Linked DNA regions of Mus musculus: region 2 is linked to region 1. A link is a contact called in public HiChIP or PLAC-seq data. All regions are on one chromosome and are shown on one strand. The core of a region is the stretch at or near the end of the contact, and the rest is flanking DNA. Distances in the headings are between cores, read along the strand shown. Region 1 holds the start of Zfp382 (zinc finger protein 382). Region 2 holds the start of Proser3 (proline and serine rich 3).

Region 1 (6,435 bases), core at 2,114-4,613:
TAAAGGTATACATTTCTTATCGCAGTAAGCGTCCTTGTAATTAGTTTAAAGTTTCCCCTTTCTGGAATGACATCTGGCTGGTTCCACCTCTGCCATGGGTTTGTGTTTTCTGATTAGTTGAAGCCGTCTTCTGATTTTCCCCATTATTCTAACCCTGAACATAACCTCAGATCCTATTTTCTGTTTAAGATGCAAGTAATTTTAGGAGACATGTACCTTTCCTTAGTTTCTCTTAATTGGCTTTGTGTTGTGAAAATCTGTTAACCATGTTTAGCTATGTCTGCTACGCTCTCTGGTCGAGTCAACTGGACAAGCCGAGAGGCTTAAAAGTCACTCATGAGGCAAAAGAGTTTCAAGGAAGCTCTCCTCCTGGAGTCTAGCGTTCCCTACCCATACAGTAATTTTTCATTCCCGTGTTCCATTCCCGCGTTAGTCTAGTGTATGGATCCACGTGCTCTCTTTCAATATTTTCCTATCATAAGTGCCTTTTAAGATTGAATTCTGACATAGCTAAAGCCGTCCGCCAGTGTTCCAACAGTCCTAGTTCGTCCTTAGCAAGACCTTGGGCTTGGAATTCAGTACTGCCCCTGGTATTACACTAACTCTTTGAGTAAAAGTTAGGTCACTGCCCTTCACAGGAATTTACCATCACTAAGGAAGAAAGAAGTTTCTGACCGTAGGAGAAACCAGAATAGATATTTAGAATTATAGCTGAGTTACACCTATCTATATACAGGAATTTACAATGGTTTAGGAAGTAGATCCGGCTGTGGTTTTAGAGTATTGCATTATTCATGAGATGGTTAGCTAGAACGGAACTCCCTAGTTAGAACCATGACTTGGGTGTGAAAGCCCTTGCCCTAGGAGTGAAAAGTTCTCACACCTGGCTTCTAAGACTATAGCTGACCTTAGATAGGGCTGACTCTGTCTCAGTTATTTTATTGCCCAGTTCCTGCCAGTCTTTGCGTTTTCATTTCCTCTGTTCTGTGTCAGAGTCATTAAGCATCCGGTTACCTCATTTGTACCTTGTGGGTATGTCACCCAACTACCTTGTTGTCTTCTGCATAAAAAGTCTGATGTTCGATTTGAAAAATTACATTCAGATTCCACACAAACTCTCCTGCGTGTGTGTCTGTCTGTCATTCATCCACGCTTTGCCCACCCGCGTCAAGAGACCCCGTTCCACGCAGACACAGGGACCCGGAAGGTCTGCGGCAATGTCTCACATTATTAATCAATATCTCCTCAACTAATAGCAAGTGCCATCTTTATCACATATTTCTCCATATGCTTCAAAAGACCCACTCACATGTGGCATTTCCCCCCAGCTTGAAAATATCTGGATTTTCTACTTTCCATCTCCTCCCCTTACTGACTTGCTTATATCACACTACTTAAGAAACATAGGGGCTGAGAGATGCTCAGTGGGTCAGAGCACTTGCTGCTTTTGCAGAGGACCCAGGTTCAGTTCCCAGCAACCAGACCGTAGCTCATAGACATTGGTGACTCCAGCACTAAGGGGGACACCCTCTTCTGACCTCCGTGGCTGCCGGGCACACACATGGTACAGTACATTTATACAGGCAAAACACATGCACATGAAAATAAATAAATCTTTAAAAAGGAAACATAATTATATATGCATACTACATAAGTATTACTTACATATGATATGCTTATATCATATGTAATATATGTTATAGTTACATATACATGCTATGTATACATAGCATATATAACGTATTATATATTATTAATAGTTATTTCAGGAGCTGCTGCGTAACACATTTTAGTACTATAGATATGGACACAGAAAACAAATGAATCACTCGGGATCCCATTTGGTTAAGTACAGTCTCCAGTGCTGACTGCAACAGTGAATATTCTGGTGTCATGGTTATTTTAATTACCAGGAATGAGACTGGTCTTAGAAGTAAAAGCGTACTTTTAAAAATAATTTTAGGAACAGAAAAATCCACTTCCACAGATGTGCAGAACGTGGTATTTATGTGTGGAAAGTGCTACTCTTCCTGCAGGCTCCCATGCAACACCTTTCATCTCAAAACTTCCTATTTACCATCCTGATCCCAGGTTATTGGCCTCACCACGGGGAATTATGAAAATCTTACCTATTCCATTCCAACATTAGTATCTTTATATTTGCTAAGTTACTACTTCAAATTTTTCTCAAGCAGGCTTGCTGGTACTAATCTGATAATCAAATAGTACATAACTTCCAGGCTTGGTGGTGCACACACCACACGGAATCCCAGCAGTTGGGAGGTTAAAGTAGGGGGAATCACTGCCAAGTTTTAGGCCACCCTGTGCTACGAGAGAGTTCAGAGGCAACTTGGTATAGATAATGAACCTGTCTAAAAAAAAAATTACACATACGTGATCGCACAGCATACCTCAACCATTTAAATATTAACGGTACTACAAGCCAGGTGGTGGAGGCACATGCCTTTAAATCACAGCGGGGGGGCGGGGGGCGGGGGGGCGAGGGGGCGGGGGGGGGCGGGGGGAGAGGGCAGAGGGCAGGGGGCAGGGGGCAGAGGGCAGAGGGCAGAGACAGGTGAATCTCTGAGTTTGAGACCAGCCTGGTCTGCAAAGCGATTTCCAGGACAGCCTGTCTCGGGGGAAAAAAATCCCCCCCCAAAAAAATACACACACAAAATTATGAGAAATTACAGAAGAACACACACGTGTGCTTAGTGATAACCTTTCAAACATCCTTCAGAAAAATCAACCTACTGCTTCACATGTCATTCACGAGGACAGAACATGATAGAATTCCAGGCAAAATCACTCACAATCACGTTCACAAATCACTTTCAATTCTCCAATCTCCTACAGGAGTCATACCCAATCTAAAAATAGACGCAGGCCGCTATAACCCTAAGCAAAATCCCGCCATCCAGCTTTCACATCCAAGAAGATCGCGATCACTTTATGGCTCTCCCTCCCGCCCCCAAATAATCAGGATGAGCTGAGGGAGCCAAACCACAACATGCTCCCCACATCCTCACACGCAACGCTCGTGATGCCCAGGGACCTGTTCCCAGCGACAGAGTGTCCTCGAGTTTAACACGAAAACTACCCCTTCGGGTCACCGGCAGTCATCCTCGGTGTCACGCCCACGGGCCACACCCGAGGCCCTGTGCAGCCGTTGAGTGTCCCGGTCCCGCTTCCTTAACCTTCTTCCTCCCCAAAATTACCAGGCCTGGCTCGGCCTCTCGGTTTCCTCCCCGGTCTTCCCATCTGGATTCGATCTCTCGGTCGCCCTCCAGATCCGGAGCATCCACTGCGGTCCTCAGCCTCTCCCAACGTCTCGAACCGCCCCGCCTCCGCTCAGCCGTCTACGCCTGCGCACTCACGCCGGGGGCTCGCTCTCCCAGGAGCCTCCGGGGCGGCCCGTTAGTTGCCGCGCGCGCCTCTCCCTCGCCCCGCGCTTGCACCAGCGTCCCCTTGGCTGGGGCGGGTGGGAGTCAGCTGCCTGCTACGGTCTGTGGCCGCGCGCGGGAGTGCATGGCTGCGTCAGTGTGGGGTGTGCCCACAGGGGAGCTCTGAGACTGATTCTGATTAGGTTTGGGTGATTGAACGCGGACCGAGCGGTTTGCGATCCCATACTGTGACCAATTGATCTTGTGACAGCACTGTGCTTTGATCCTATTGGGACCGACGCAGCCCCCACCCCCTTTGACTTCTGAGTTTGGTAGAATTTCATTTTGACCACCCTAGGCTGAGAATTATGTCTTGTAACTGTCGAAAAGCGCGAGGGGTGGCCTCTGTTGCATTCTTGTTCAGTCTGTACGCAATGTCTTTCCCAAGGGTAATTCAGAGAACGCATAAGGTTTCTCTTCCTCCGACAGGGAGGTGAGGGTAAAGGGATGGCAATGAAAAGTTCCATGATTTCTTGGAATGTGTGCTGAGGTTTCTGTCACTGCCTCTGTCGCCTCACCGGTGACATTGCCAGACTACACAGCGTGGAGTGACTTGGCTATTAAGGAGAAAGTTGGTATTTGAAACCTAGAACGACGATTCAGGTTTAAAAACCACACAGCCTTGTATGGAGATCTCACAATGGGAGTCGTCGTCGTCGTCCCCCCCCCCCCCAGATTGAAGTGCAAGCGAAGATAGGATATTGAAGTTCTAAGGATAGGATTCCAAAGATTGTTTTAGAAGTTATGTGTCATTAATAATTTTCCAAGGATTTATATCCAATATGATGCATTAATCAGTTATTCCATAGACGAAGCCACACCGATTGATTCTATTTTGGACCAAATACTGTTCCATCTGAAAGTGCTACTTAATCTCAATTGTATGATTTTCTTGTGAAGGAAAACCCTACTATCAAAAAGGTTATTGTATTGATGAAATGCGATTTTTAAAATGTACTAGACTTTGTAGCTGATTCGCTCTGTTCTTAGTGCAGGACTCTGTCAATTTTTCAACCCATTTCCTCACGTTGTTCAAAATAGATTTCTTTCCCAATACTTTAGGAAAAAAAAAATTGCTAAGGCTGGCCAGTGGTGGCACATGCCTTTAATCCCAACACTTGGGAGGCAGAGGCAGGTGGATTTCTGAGTTCGAGGCCAGCCTGGTCTACAGAGTGAGTTCCAGGACAGCCAAGGCTACACAGAGAAACCCTGTCTCAAAAAACCAAAAACAAACAAAACAAAACAAAAACAAAAAGTGCTTTAAATATATACAGGTTTTACTATGGTCACCCGTCCCCCCACCCCCACCCCCGATTTAGTAGTTTCACTGAGAAAAATATTTAATAACACAAGTTGTCCTAAATATTTAAACTTTTAACCCTATAAATATTGTTTGGCACCAAACTGCTATGCCCAAACATGAGGACCAGAGTTCAATCCTAGACCCACAGAGAAAGTTGTATATGACATGGTGCCTATAACCCCAGTGCTGGAAGGGCAGACAAGAATATCCCTGTGTTTCACTAACCAGCCAGCCTAGCTGAGTCTCCAAGATGCGGTGACAGACCCTGTCTCAAAACCCCAGGATGAACAGCTCCAGAAATGTGGCACCCAAGATTGCTTTCCAGCCTGCAGTCTAAGTCTCTCTCTCTCTCTCTCTCTCTCTCTCTCTCTCTCCCCCTCCCTCCCTCCCTCCCTCCCTCCCTCTCTCTCCTCTCCTCTCCTCTCCTCTCCTCTCCTTTTCTCTTTTGTTTTGAGATGGATCAGTCTCACTATTGTAGCTCTAGCTGGCCTGGTACTCACTTGTAGACCAGACTGGCCTCGAGCTCACAGAGACATGCTTGCCTCTGCCTCCCAAGCAGAAGGAGTAAAGGTATATATCACCAAATCTGGTACATTTTTTTAAAAAACATTTTTTGTAGATAGAGTCTTCCTGGGTAGTCCTGGCTGACTGGAGAGCTGCCTAACTCTGCCTCTGGAGTTCTGGGATTGAAGGAAAGTGCAACTGTGCCTGTCAGGAATATTCATTATTAATGATTTGGAATACATTTGCCATTTTCGGGGGGAGGGGGGGTGTATGTGCCCGGAGTTCCCGTAAATTATTTAAATGGTACTTCTCTTTGTTGTAACAGGAATTCAACCAAGCAGCTAGTTTTATTATACTTTAGTGTATGTAGGGAGAAAAAGGAACTGCCAATGATATTCAAATGAGTCATTTTGGTATCTACAACTTTGGAAATTATATATCAATTTATCCAAGATCACTAAGGAGCTCAGGAAGACATGTGAAACAGTACTCAAAAATAGATTTTCAAATTTTGTTACACAGATTGAATGACTTCCTCAAAATAATACTAATCTAAAACCAAGTTTCTTTTTTTTTTAAATTTATTTATTATTATACATAAGTACACTGTAGCTAACTTCAGATGCACCAGAAGAGGGTGTCAGATCCACCATGTGGTTGCTGGAATTTGAACCCAGGACCTTTGGAGGAGCAGTCAGTGCTCTTACCCACTGAGCCATCTCACCAGCCCGAAAACCACATTTCTTAGGAGGTATCATTTGTGGATAGCACTGGGAGAGATGGCTTAGTGATGAGGATACTAGCTGTTCTTCCAGAAAACATAGGTTAAATTCCCAGCGCCCACATGGCAGCTCATCTGGAGCCCTTTTCTGTCCTCTAAGTCCTCTGTACAAATATGGTACACAGACCTATATGCAGGCAAAGCATACATGCACATAAGGTAACTATATTTTAATAATCTTTTTTTTTTTTTTTTTTTTTTTTTTGGTTTTTCAACCCAGGGTTTCTCTGTGTAGCCCTGGCTTTCCTGGAACTCACTTTGTAGACCAGGCTGGCCTCGAACTCAGAAATCCACCTGCCTCTGCCTCCCAAGTGCTGGGATTAAAGGTGTGCATCACCACACCCGGCAATAATCTATTTTTTATTTTATGTGTATTGATGTTTTGCCTCCATGTCTACCTGTAT
Region 2 (6,435 bases), core at 2,000-4,499, 430 kb before region 1:
CTACGGGAGATGTATGACCGGCAGTGACCTTCCCAGGAACCCCACCCCAATAAATGTGCCCCCCAACCCACACTGGCCAGGCCATCGTTCCTGGCCCAGACATAAGGCAGTTGACAAATCTCAAGTGCATTTATTGGGGACTGATGGTAGGAAGGCCTGCGGAGATGGGAAATGTTGGCAGTGAAGGTGTGACCTTAGAGAATGGCAGATGTGAAGGAGGCTCCCTAAGACATCTGGCTGCAGATGGGCAGCCAGGACAGAGGAACTCAAGGGTTCTTGTTCATTGGCCTAGCACATCTGGAGAAGTTGAAGTGTCCATACAGTTTGAGTTTGGGGTTCCTGGTTAGTTGGGAATAGTTTTCCCAAGAATTGGAAGTCAGAATAGTATTCAAGAATTTAGGTGCCTGGAGTTTTAAGTCTGAAAGTGGGCTGGGCAGAGGAGCATTATGTTACAAGAACAGGACTAGTGGGTAGGACTGGTGGACTAGGCTTGGATGTTCTGATGTGGAAAGCCCATGCAGTTTCTCCATGTGGAGAATTAGGTGACTACACTGTACTCTGGTGTCACCTTGGGGTATTCTACACAGGTTACAAGTGCGGTAGGAGGCCTGCGTGGTGATAGAAGCCCAAAGTGGGGTCAATTTGATGGGAGCCTTGACTGAGGGGTGACAGTAGCGTCCCTAGAGAGGTGTCCTGGGTCGGGCCGGAAAGCTGGGAGAGGGCTTAGGGAGGCTGTCTAGGTTACTAGGGCTCAGGTAGGCTTAGGGGTGGAAAGGTCTCCGAAGGACATCTAGGTGTGGTTGGGAAAGGCTGTCTTGACGGCGATTGGGACATCTGGCTGGGCAGTGGAGTCAGATCGGCTTTTAAAAGAGAGCCTAAAGAGGCTTCCTGGGTTCGGTCCTGTGCAGCTGGGACCCCTACTTGGCAGCAGGTGGTGACGGAAGTTGGGCCTGGGCCGACGCTGGTGTGGCCTGGATGGACAGGACACCCTCAGGAGACAGTGCTGAGGTCACAGCAGCAGGGTCCACACCAGGAGGCAGGCGGTATCGGCGGTGGAACTCTCGAGCAATGAATCCGTGTTCATCCTGAGGGTGGGGTACAGGGAGAGATGGGCTTGAGACTCCTACCCTCCTGCCTACCCCGCTCCCCAGTCTGGCATGCAGACCTACCGGGCGCTCCTCGTGCCGAGCATGGACCTCCACATGGTCGTCAACCACCTTGACAGAGATTTCCTCTGGCAAGAAGTGCTTCACATCCAGCAGCACGGAAAAATACCCAGAGTCCGTGGACACCTGCACACATGGCGGGTAGGGGTGGGGCGTCGATCGGATAGGGGTCTTGGCTTCTGGGACCCAGCACTCTCTATGATACATAGGTTACAGTGCTGCTGCCGAGGACTTGTGTAGACTGTCCCCTCTAAGTCACCAGAACCTCAGCCTCATAATAACTGGCCCCCCTCCCCTTCAAATACTGGGTCCACCTCTTTGTGGTAACCAAGTTAGATATCTACCCTATAACCCCCCACCCCATGTCCTTGACTCCACAGTCACCATTTCTGCTACGAGACCCCACCATGCTAGCAACCAAGATGCCACTTCCCCATCGCCAGAGTTCTTACTTAGGTCATGGGACCTCCTGTGCCCTTTACGGGTACTTTCCCCTCGTTTAGAGTGCCCAAGACCCCCTTCATCAAATCACAGGATCCCTCTTGAAGATGCAGCATCACCATATGCAACCCTAGGAACATTACAGCCCGTCGGGACTCACTTGTCCTTTCCCCCAGATTCCCGGCTCACTTGCCCCACCCTTCACCCCCTCAGAAGATCAGTAACGGGGGGGGGGGGGGGGAGGGGCTCAGAATACCGCACTCAAGGGACACCCAATGGCCCCACTGAGGGGTGACATTCTCCTCTAAGTTAAAAATCAACAGACATTCCCGCACCCCCGGCCCGGGGTTAGACCCCCCTCCTGGCCCCCAGTCTTGTTAGTAGTTGGATTGGCCCTCTCCCTAGGCCTGGCACCTGGGCTGTGGGTAACGCCACACTGGGGGCGCGCAGATAGTAGGGGGCGATCGCAGCAGGGCACAGTGAAGCCAGCTCTGCCTCAAGCAGCCCTTCGCCGAAACGCTGGTCAAAGAGGCGTCCCGGAGCAGAGAAACCTGGTAAAGGAGCTGAAGCACGGCGCAGCCAAGAAGGCTGCACAGGCACGGGGATCTCCATCCTGTTCCTACGCTGCCACCCTGGGCCCCGCAGTGCCCAAACGCACGCTGGCTCCGATTTATACTGTGCCCTGTGCCGCCCCTGCGGCGGGCCTCTCAGGGACACTGGGATTGAGGCCAAACTCAGGCATTAGTATTCCTTATTTAGAAACTTCAATAATTACTTGGCCAGTTATTAAACGCCTGCTGGATGCCCGGAAAAGGACACCAGGGAAATGTCATTAAGCCTTTTTCCATTTCTGTAAGGGGAAGCTAAAAGTCTAGGAGGCAGACCCTTATAGGTGTGGCAATCATTGTGGCAGTTGGGACCCTGGGTCCCGATTAGTCCCCCAAAGAGTTCTCAGTCCTCTTAATCCATCTCCGCCAGGCTGGCAGCTCTGAGGATGACGCATCAGTCTTAGTAACAGACTCCTGGAGAATGCTGCACCCATGCCAGGCAGTCAGGAGGACACAGAACAGACCCTACCCCAGAGTAGGTCGGGCCTAATTCTGTGCCTCTGACTCAGCCTGGGGTGCTCAGCGGCCAGGGGGCATGAGCATGAACACTCCAGGTTGGCCCCCGGGGGCTGCGCGCCGGGGCCCGAAATAGCTCGTTTTGATCCCACTACCTGGGCCAGGAGCCCGGGCCTGGCAAGGAGTACGGCCAGCTGCTCAAGAGGAAAGTGGTTAAGGTGACCATCAGGACGGGATAGCAGTCAAAGTAAAGACAGACGTCTCGGGTTAGCCCTGCAATAGTAGCTAGGCTGGAGTCAGGCCTTCGCTCCAACAGGTATCCTGGCGGTTAGAAATAAGGACTGAGTAAAAGGCAGGACTCTTAGCGCTCTTCAAGCGTCAGCCCGGCCTTTGATCCTTACTATTGGTCTGAAGTCTTGCCAATTACTGCTGCACGCTCCAATCAAACACACGCTCTCCCAGTTCGTCAAGAGAGAACGCCCCTCGGCCGCTTTCCAGTTACTTTTATTTTCTAGTCTATCATTGGTCGCTTTGGAGGCCGCGCTCCTACTCTGCACAGCCAGAAAGGGGCGGGGCTGACGGCGTTGCTTAGCGAGGAGAGTAGGCGCAGGGTTGTTCCGCGAAGAAGCTCCGCTGGCGCTAAGGCTGCGGTAAATGCCGACAAACTGACTGCAGGTGAGGTTGGTCCTCTTTCAGAGACCACAGGAGGCCTGGGAAGGCAACACGGGTTTACGTGAGCCTGAAGTCTCCCGCCCAATCTCAGGAGAACTACAACTCCCAAGATACCACACAGTTTGGGCCCTCCAACATCTCTGAGTGTCTCATGTCTTTTGTTCCCGCAGGGTGGGCCGAAGAAGAGTCGAAAAGAAATTTGAAAATTTAGTTCGTTAGTTTCCAAATTGCCCCAGACATCTAGGGGTGTTGTCTATGAACTTTTTCACTTAGGAGGAGCCCAGTGATTCATGGGGATTGTAGTCTCTACTGCCCCTTTCTCTTTGGGAGTCATGCCACCACCTCCCCCTTCCCTTAACAGGTTTAACCGGAAACATATTGTGTACGGTTTCGTCGTGGCTCTTTGTTAATGTTTTGTTTTTGCCTATTGTTTTCATTCTTTTTTTCATTTGTATGCTTTTAAAAAAAAGATTTATTATTTATTTTAGGTATATGAGTGCTCTCTCTGCATATACTCCCGTGTGCCAGAAGAGGGCATCAGACCACATTACAGATGATTGTGAGCTACCATGTGGTTGCTGGGAATTGAACTCAGGACCTCTGGTAGAGCAGCCAGTGCTCTTAACCACCGAGCCATCTGTCCAGCCCATATGGGTGCTTTTTAAAATGATTTGTATTGTTGTTGTTGTTTAAGACAGGGTTTCCCTGCACAGCCCTGTCTTGGAACTCACTTTGTAGACCAGGCTGGCCTTAAACTCCTGCCTCTTCCTCCTGGGTTCTGGGATTAAAGGCATCCACCACCATTCTTGGCTACATTACTTGGGTTTTTTTTTTTTTTCCTCGTGGAATTAATTGGAGCTTCATGAAATGGGCTTCTTGGAACATGTTTAAAGAGGTAGAAATTAGTTACCTTGATTTGACTGTAACATATTGTATACACGTATTGAAATATCATACTGTGCCGCATAAACTTGTACAATTAGTGTCAGTTAAAAACAAAACAGAACTATGCAACAGACCAGGTTTTTCCTGAATGGGGCTGGAAAAAGGGCTCATTGGTTGGGAGCAGGGGCTGGTCTTCCAGAGGTCCCAGGTTCAGTTCTCAGCATCACATGGCTACTCACATTCATTCCAGGGTCTTCAAGGGCATTGCACATACATAAATGTGCACAGGCACATGCAGGCATAATACTACCCATGCATACAAAATAAAAATAAATAAATCTTTTTTTAATTGCCTGAATAGTGTGAAGAAGTTGCAGTGTCTAGCCTGTTTCCTGATAGTCTGATTCTGTTAGCCTGGAGTGGGAACCCACTCTCACTCATCCTCTGGGGGTGTGCATGGGTACCAACCCACTCTCACACATCCTCTGCAGGACCAGGCACATCCTCTCCCACTGAGGCCAGGCAAGGCAGTCCAGTTAGAGGAACAGGATCCACAGGCAGGCAACAGGTAAAATGTTATTCTTGTTTTGAGACAAGAGTTCTCTATGCAGCCTTTGCGTATGAGTGCACTTGTTTCTGTGTGTGTGTGAGTGTGAGAGAGAGTGTGTGTGTGTGTGTGTGTGTGTGTGTGTGTGCACCCTGTGGAAATCAGACAGGCTCAGGCGTCTGTTCTCATCTTTCACCATGTTGAGCCAGGGTCTTCTCTTTGATGTTCACCTCTGAGGCTCGCTGACTTGAAAAGTTTTAGGGGACTCTCCCGTATCCACCTCCCACCTCTGTATAGAAGTACTCGGATTGCAGATTGTGCTACCACATCTGGCTTTCCATGGATTCTATGGATTTGAACTCAGGTCCCCATGTTCGGGGAGCAAGCATCGTATTCACTGAGCCATCTCCTCAGCCTTTGCTTTGGAACTTTGGATCCTTCTGCCAGAGCCTCTTGAGTGCTGGGACGACAGATGAACATTACACATTTGGCATTAGTCTGTAATTTTTAAAGTCCTAGCACTCAAGAAGTTGAGGCAGGAGGATCACCTCAAGTGCAAGGCTAATCATGGCTACAGAGTAAGACCCTATCTCAAAAATAAAGCTCCTACTAGGCTACCAGAGTTGAGAACTACCAACTACTAGTTTCTAGGTTCTTCTATGTCTCTATCATGGGACTTAGAGCTCATGGGAATTATGGGAGTTGTGATGATTCATGGGGATTGTAGTCCATTTCTGTGGGAAGCCGTTGCAGAGTGGCAGTTGCAGAGTGGTAGTTGGCTACTGCTGGCCACCACACATACACAGGCAGTGAAGGTTCTTTTGCCCAGATGAGAGACAAGTTAACCAATCAGATGTGAGACACGCCTCTCCTAGGCCTATATAAGCAGCACCAGTTCTGGGCTCGGGGTCTTTTCGCCTCTACAGTCAAGCTCTCCCAATAAACGTGTGCAGAAGGATCCTGTTGCAGCGTCGTTCTTCCTGGCCAGTCGAGCATGCGCAAGACATTTCTTCCAGTAATCTATAGGAATTGTCAGCTTCTGTCCTCCTCTTACTATGCTCTGCTTCTTTCATAGCCTGTTAGTTTTCACCTCCCAAGACAACCCCTTTGGAAATGTTCCCCAAGGTGGACAACCCTTTGGGCCATCAAGAAACCAGAACTGGAGCCACAAGGTGAGGACACTTTTTTTGTTTGTTTGTTTTGTTTGTTTGTTTTTTCGAGACAGGGTTTCTCTGTGTAGCCCTGGCGTGAGGACACTTTTTAGGTAAAGTTCTGTGCCTCAGACTGGTAGCTGTCAGTGACCACTAGAGGGAAGGAAGGCATGCAGTGAGAGATTAAGAGAAACCCCTTACCCCAGTGCTGGTGGTCTACGCATTTCTAGCTCTCTAGCACCTGGATCCCTGACCACAGCCCCACTTAGGTAGTTAACTGAACCTCCCGATGGTAACAGTGTGGGATGTTTCCTCTTTCTGACACCCTCTATGTGTGTTCATTCCCCTATGAGGTCACCTTTCTGATCTGATCTTTACTTCTTATGTTTTCTCCCTATTTAAATCCCGGGTCCATCCAGGTCTCAAAGGCCACAAGCTCCCAAGGCCACAGCAGCCAGTTCCGATGAGCTGTCTGAGGAGTCCTGGCCATCTAGTTCATGGACCCCTTC

Evidence for each region. HiChIP or PLAC-seq counts read pairs in DNA pulled down with a chosen protein or histone mark.
Region 2: an H3K4me3 HiChIP or PLAC-seq map of bone marrow-derived macrophages shows a contact between it and region 1, with 3 times the contacts expected there. The contact joins the promoter of Proser3 here to the promoter of Zfp382 in region 1. A contact is called at or near these places in 1 of 115 datasets of contacts at active chromatin or transcription factors (bone marrow-derived macrophages) and 1 of 9 other capture datasets (adipose tissue).

Annotation. Positions count from the first base shown.
Region 1 is chr7:30,118,860-30,125,294 of GRCm38.p6, reverse strand. It overlaps Zfp382 (zinc finger protein 382), which reads right to left and starts at 3,363. Exons shown (of 5, transcript NM_001081007.2): 1 at 3,219-3,363. The coding sequence starts at 3,261.
Region 2 is chr7:30,549,119-30,555,553 of GRCm38.p6, reverse strand. Proser3 (proline and serine rich 3) reads left to right here and starts at 3,249. Exons shown (of 12, transcript NM_001382459.1): 1 at 3,249-3,346; 2 at 4,720-4,796; 3 at 5,851-5,947; 4 at 6,346-6,435. The coding sequence starts at 5,889. Hspb6 (heat shock protein, alpha-crystallin-related, B6) reads right to left here and starts at 2,253. Exons shown (of 3, transcript NM_001012401.3): 1 at 2,022-2,253; 2 at 1,170-1,292; 3 at 111-1,085. The coding sequence starts at 2,219. The coding sequence ends at 918. It overlaps Gm38670 (predicted gene, 38670), which reads right to left and starts at 2,726; the gene lies at 2,650-2,726. It overlaps Lin37 (lin-37 homolog (C. elegans)), which reads left to right. Exons shown (of 9, transcript NM_029377.2): 9 at 1-113. The coding sequence ends at 27.